2 separate regions of the Callithrix jacchus genome follow, and region 2 is linked to region 1. Evidence: chromatin contacts called from public Hi-C data. All regions are on one chromosome and are shown on one strand. The core of a region is the stretch at or near the end of the contact, and the rest is flanking DNA. Distances in the headings are between cores, read along the strand shown.

Region 1 (2,583 bases), core at 53-2,552:
AATGAATTGTCTTCCAGAAATGCCACATAGTACCTCCCCAAGAGACATTTTCAGAAATAGTTGATCCACACTGGTACCATGGGAGCAGCTCCTGGTGACATCTGGGAAGAGCTCATGGGCTTAGGGTCTACTTAGAGCTGTTTATAGAATTAGCTTCCCAAAGTGAGAAAAGACCTGCATCTCTTCCATCCTTACCGAGACCTGGCTCCAAGCCGTGTCCCCTCTAGACGATCAGCAGAGCTTTTAGAGGAGCTGGCTGCTTAGCCTCTGTGGGGGGCCTCCCATTGCAACTGAGACAGATGTTTGCAGAGTGGAAGGCCTCATCTCTGCAGACAGGGTGAGGAAAACAGCAGCTGCCCCAGTGGTTGTAGGGAGGGTGAAAGGAGCCCACAGGTTTGAAAGCTCTTTGTAAACAAAGTACTTTCTGCTTTTAACTTTTTATTTACTTTGAGTCAGTCTGATGAGGTGAAAATATTTTTTGGGTTACTCTTAAGAGACTGTAAAGCAATGATTCTCACCCTGCAGCGTGCTTAAGAATTATCAGGCTGGCGGGGTGTGGCGACTCACACCTATAATCCTAGCACTTTGGGAGGCTGAGGCAGGCGCATCACCTGAGGTCAGGAGTTCGAGACCAGCCTGACTAACGTGGTGAAATCCCATCTCTACTAAAAATACAAAATTAGCTGGGCAGGGTGATGTATGCCATTAGTCCCAGCTAGTCGGGATGCTGAGGCAGAATCGCTTGAATTTGGGAGGCAGAGGTTGCAGTGAGCTGAGATTGCGCCATTGCACTCCAGCCTGGGCAACGAGAATGAGACTCCATCTCATAAAGAAAGGAATCACCAAGCTGGCTTATAAAGGATGGTATTTTCTTAGTGTCGTTTCCAGAGATGTGATTCTGGAGGTCAAGGCGGGGCCCAGGACCGAAAAGGTTTAATAGGCTGGTGTGGGTTCTGTGCAGCTTCTCGGGTCACACCTGCAGAATCGTTGCTCTGATTGGTGCTTCTCCACCCAGGCCATGCATTAGAATCATGGGGAAGCTCTGAGGCATTGGGATGGGTCCTGATCCCATAATGGGCTTCTGGTTTACCTGGGGCGGGGCTGCATCCAGAGTTTTAAAAGTTTCCCGGGTTAGTTAAATGTGCAGCGGAGGTTGAGACATGAATCTCTACATGTAGGGGAAATTTTGTATCTGGTTAGTCAAGAAACTATGGAAACCAATTCTTGGTGTTTAAGACCATTCACCAAGATAGCTTGAGTCATGAGCATGCTGTTATCTAGAGTAGGTGGGGATGACTCATTGCAGTGGGTGCCAGCCTCTGTACTTGGTTTTTTTGAGTCTGAAATTAGCTTTCCAGGCTGGGGCAGGGAGGGGAGCACAGGCAGATCAGTACTGCCCCCAAGCGGTGGAGCTGTGGTGGTGGATCGAATGCTGCCGTCGCCTGTGCGGAAACGTTTTTCTCTCTTCCAGCCCTTCAGAAGTGAATTGGAATATGTCGGTAAAAGCAATCATGGTCGTGAAGATGATGATGTGGGGAATTCTGACTACCATATGGGGTCCAAGCTCCCTGAAGTTCATTGCACAAAGTGCTCTACATACTTTCTCTTTAATTCTGATCGAAGCACCTTTCAGAGTAGGGTTTAGTGTCCCATTTTAAAGACGAAGGCGCTCAGACTCAGAGAAAGTTGAGACACACACACAACTTCGAAGTGAAACATTTACAAAAAACATTTCCTTATGCCTAGATATTTTGCTAGGTCCTTAAAACCCATGTGAAACTGTGATTAGAAAAAACAAAATAAAACAGATCATTGTTCTCCAAACCAACGGAAAGATTTATTGGAGCTCTTTCCTGGTGATAGCCTAATCCACACTCTGAATATTGTCTAGGTATCTTGTCAAACTCCGGGCCCCCCAAAAAACGCCACAAAGGGTGGTCTCCAGAATCTCCATCAGCTCCAGATGGTGGCTACCCCCAAGGTGGTGGGAACAGAGCTAAGTATGGTAAGTGATGGCAGCCTCGCCCAGAATTCCAGACTTGGGTGCTGGTGGTAGTGCCGCTGCCAGTAGTGTTTGCATGTGTGCATGTGCACGTGTGTGAGTGTGTATTCTGGCGAGGGAGTTCTAAGGAGGCAGCGTGTGGTGTAACAAAAGATCTCTCTCTCATGTTAGAATTGCTTTATACAGTGTAGCATCCCTGTATGGTAGTGAGTTCTCTGGGTGTTGAGAAATTTTAAAAGAGGCTGTTTATCACTTGGCAGAGATATTGCAGAAGAGACTGAACCACTGGGGGAAGGATGGACTGAATGAACTTGAGGTGCCCTTGACCTTAGGAATCTGTGACTCTAAGAGTCTGGTGCTCCAGTAATCAAGGACATTGGTTGGGGGGTAGCAGGTTTGCTGGCCGGCCTGATGTCAGGTGTGTGAGAGGCGGGTGCCTTGTCTGATGTCTTTACTAACATTCTTGGGTGTTCCTAGAGAGCGCAGGCATGTCCTGCATGCCCCAGGTTGGCTTGGTGGGACCAGCTTCAGTCACCTTTCCAGTGGTGACCTCTGGAGAACCCGTGTCTGTTCCTGACAAC
Region 2 (2,583 bases), core at 50-2,549, 100 kb before region 1:
ATGAGCCAATAAGTATACTTTTTACATTCTTAAAAGGTTACCTTTAGGTGGGGAGCAGTGGCTCTTATCTGTAACCCCAGCACTTTGGGAGGCTGAGGCAGGATAATTACTTGAGGCCAGGAGTTCCAGACCAGCCTAGTGACAAAGTGAGACCCTCATCTCTAAAAACAAAAAAAAAGCAAAAAAAAAAAAAAAAGAAGAAAGAAAGAAAACAATGAACTTACATTTTAAATTGACTAAAATACCGACCTCTTGCCATTTAAGAAAAATTTGCTGACCTCTGTTCTATGGGATTTTATCTGCCTGGTAAGACATAAGCTGTCAAAACGAAGAGAGAAAAAAATGTAAGGACATTTTTCACAGTGATTATTGGTTTAGCAGTTATAGTAACTAACCCAAACCATAGAGTGGACATTTGGGCTAATGTTAGTTAATTCAACATCTTATTCTGCACAGGTTTTTACTAGAGTGGCTGAAATGAGATGAGCTATACCCTAGAAAGATAAATGCAGTTCCAGAATGTTCACTGCAGTCTGGCTTATAATCTCAACTCAAATGTCTATCAACAGAAGAATGTATGTATGACTTGTGCCCTATTCATACAATGGAATACAATGTAATAGTTAAAATGAATAAACTAGAGCTATATATATGATCAGGTGGATCTCATAATCTTGAGCAAAACAAGACAAACTGACCAGGTTTCAGAATGAAATAGGATGGTGACACACAGGAAATTGTAAAGCAGATAAAAATTCTCTATATGATTTATGAACACATGAATAATGCAGTAACAGTGTAAACACAGGAATGGGATGCTTTGGAAGAGTACTAGGGGTGACCCGAGGAAGGCTTCCACTGTTTGTAATATTCATGTCTTACATAAACAGTTGAAGCAAGTGTGGCACGATGTTAGGATTGGCTGGTTCTTGAGCACATGGGCTCTTTACGTTACTTTCTTAGTTTAGCGTGTATTTGAAAATTTCACAATGAGAAAAGTCAAATGTGGGTGTTTGAGCTATTTCATAATGAGGAAAGGAAAATGAAGGTGCTGCCAATCAGAGTATGGCGAGCTGCAGGGATTCACCCAGGCTTCACTTTCACTGAGAACCTGCAGTGTGCTGGCAGGTGCTGGGGCCTAAACCTCACTCCCTGCTTTTATTGTTTAATCACTCAGTCCAGATTTGTGAACTGTGAGTTTTCAGGCTGTTTTCAAAGACAGTGGTTATTAGGCCCAAGGCCTCACTAGGGGTCCTCGCGGTGAGTGGCAGGGGGCCCAGGGCCAGTTTCCTGAGTCCAGTTCTGCTTCTGACTGCCTCCTGAAAACACAGGGACCTGTGTTTCGCACACACACACACAAAAGGAAAGAGACAGAGAGGAAAGAAAGAAAGAGAAAGGAAAAAAAAAAAAATAGAAAGAAAAAGAAAGAAAAGAAAAGAAGGATCTCAAGCTTTCTTGTCTCAGCTTCCTCCAGTTTTACTTCTGCCCCGTGCTCGTCCCTTGGGGCCACCTCAGCAGCCGCCGCCAGTGAGGTTTGCAGGGACTCATTTGAGGTTCGTTTATTTCTTCCTTCTCTCATTTTTTTCCCGACCTGTCTGTCACCAGGGAAAGCTGGCCGGGTTCCAACCACAGGGGCCCATAGTTCCAGAATCTTTCTCTTCCTCTGTTGATCTCGAGCCGGTCCTCTCGTGGGCCGCTCGCCGACCTCGGCTGCTGGGGACCGGGTGCCCCCATCTCCCGCGTCTTGAGCGCTCGGCGGCGATGGGGAAGAGGACCGTGGGCGCCGCGGTGACTGCGCTCGGTCGGGCTCAGTCCCTGTGGCCGAGCATGCAGATCCGGGGGCCCTTGTGGTGCAGTTTTGGGGAGGCCTGGGCTCCACTCCCGCAGCCTCACAGCCACGCCGCGTCCCGTCTGGGCGCCTGCGTTCCACAGCGACAAAATGACCTCGGTCCTCCGAGGGGTCCCCCAACCTCTGTCCAGATCTTCTTCCCCGCTAAGTGCCCTGTCCCCGGAGGGGGCGTCCAGTATGGCCCCAGGGGTGGGACGGGGCCGCTGCAGGGAGGGCGGCCTCCGGAAGAGGGAGGACGCCGCACCGTCGAGCGCAGACGGCGCACGGAGCCCGGGGCTGGCGCTCAGGGCTCCTTCCATCTTTCTGAACCCACGAGGTTCCTTCCATCTTTCTGAACCCACGCAGGTGGGCGCGGGATGGGACCTGGCAGCCGCCAGGGCAGGACAAGCGGGCAGGGCGGCCGGGCTCGGCGACCTTCCCTGGGGCGCCGGAGCCGGGAGCGCGTCTTTGTTGGGAACGAGGGCGGGAGGGTCAGGGTAAACCTGGGGTTCCAGGTCCGGGGCGCGAACCCGGGCGGGAGTGCGCGGGGGCTCCCCTCAGTCCCTGTCACCTGCGCCCCCCGCCGGGCGCCTCTGGGGGTGCGGGGCCCGCGCCCTCCCCGACCCTTCCCCGGCGGAGGTCCAGGGGCGGCCGCGGAGGAGGGCCGGGCGGTGGGCTCGGCCGCCCCGAAGACCCGGAGAAGTGGATCACAGGGGGCGGCCGGTGTCAGGGGTCGAGTCTTCCGCGCCGGCCGC

Evidence for each region. A called contact is a pair of places that touch in the nucleus more often than the background predicts.
Region 2: a contact with region 1 is called in a Hi-C map of skeletal muscle, with 16 times the contacts expected there. The contact joins the promoter of GREB1 here to the enhancer-like site in region 1. A contact is called at or near these places in 3 of 3 Hi-C or Micro-C datasets (induced pluripotent stem cells and skeletal muscle).

The regions. Positions count from the first base shown.
Region 1 is chr14:103,464,005-103,466,587 of calJac240_pri, reverse strand. GREB1 (growth regulating estrogen receptor binding 1) reads left to right here. Exons shown (of 33, transcript XM_078348497.1): 8 at 1,892-2,005; 9 at 2,480-2,583. Among named protein-coding and RNA genes, the nearest start is that of NTSR2, 81 kb to the right of the region's middle. Within about 2 kb of position 1,302, at least 3 of the 16 cell types and tissues checked have an H3K27ac peak or open chromatin away from gene starts, as enhancers often do.
Region 2 is chr14:103,567,377-103,569,959 of calJac240_pri, reverse strand. GREB1 (growth regulating estrogen receptor binding 1) reads left to right here and starts at 1,299. Exons shown (of 33, transcript XM_078348497.1): 1 at 1,299-1,553.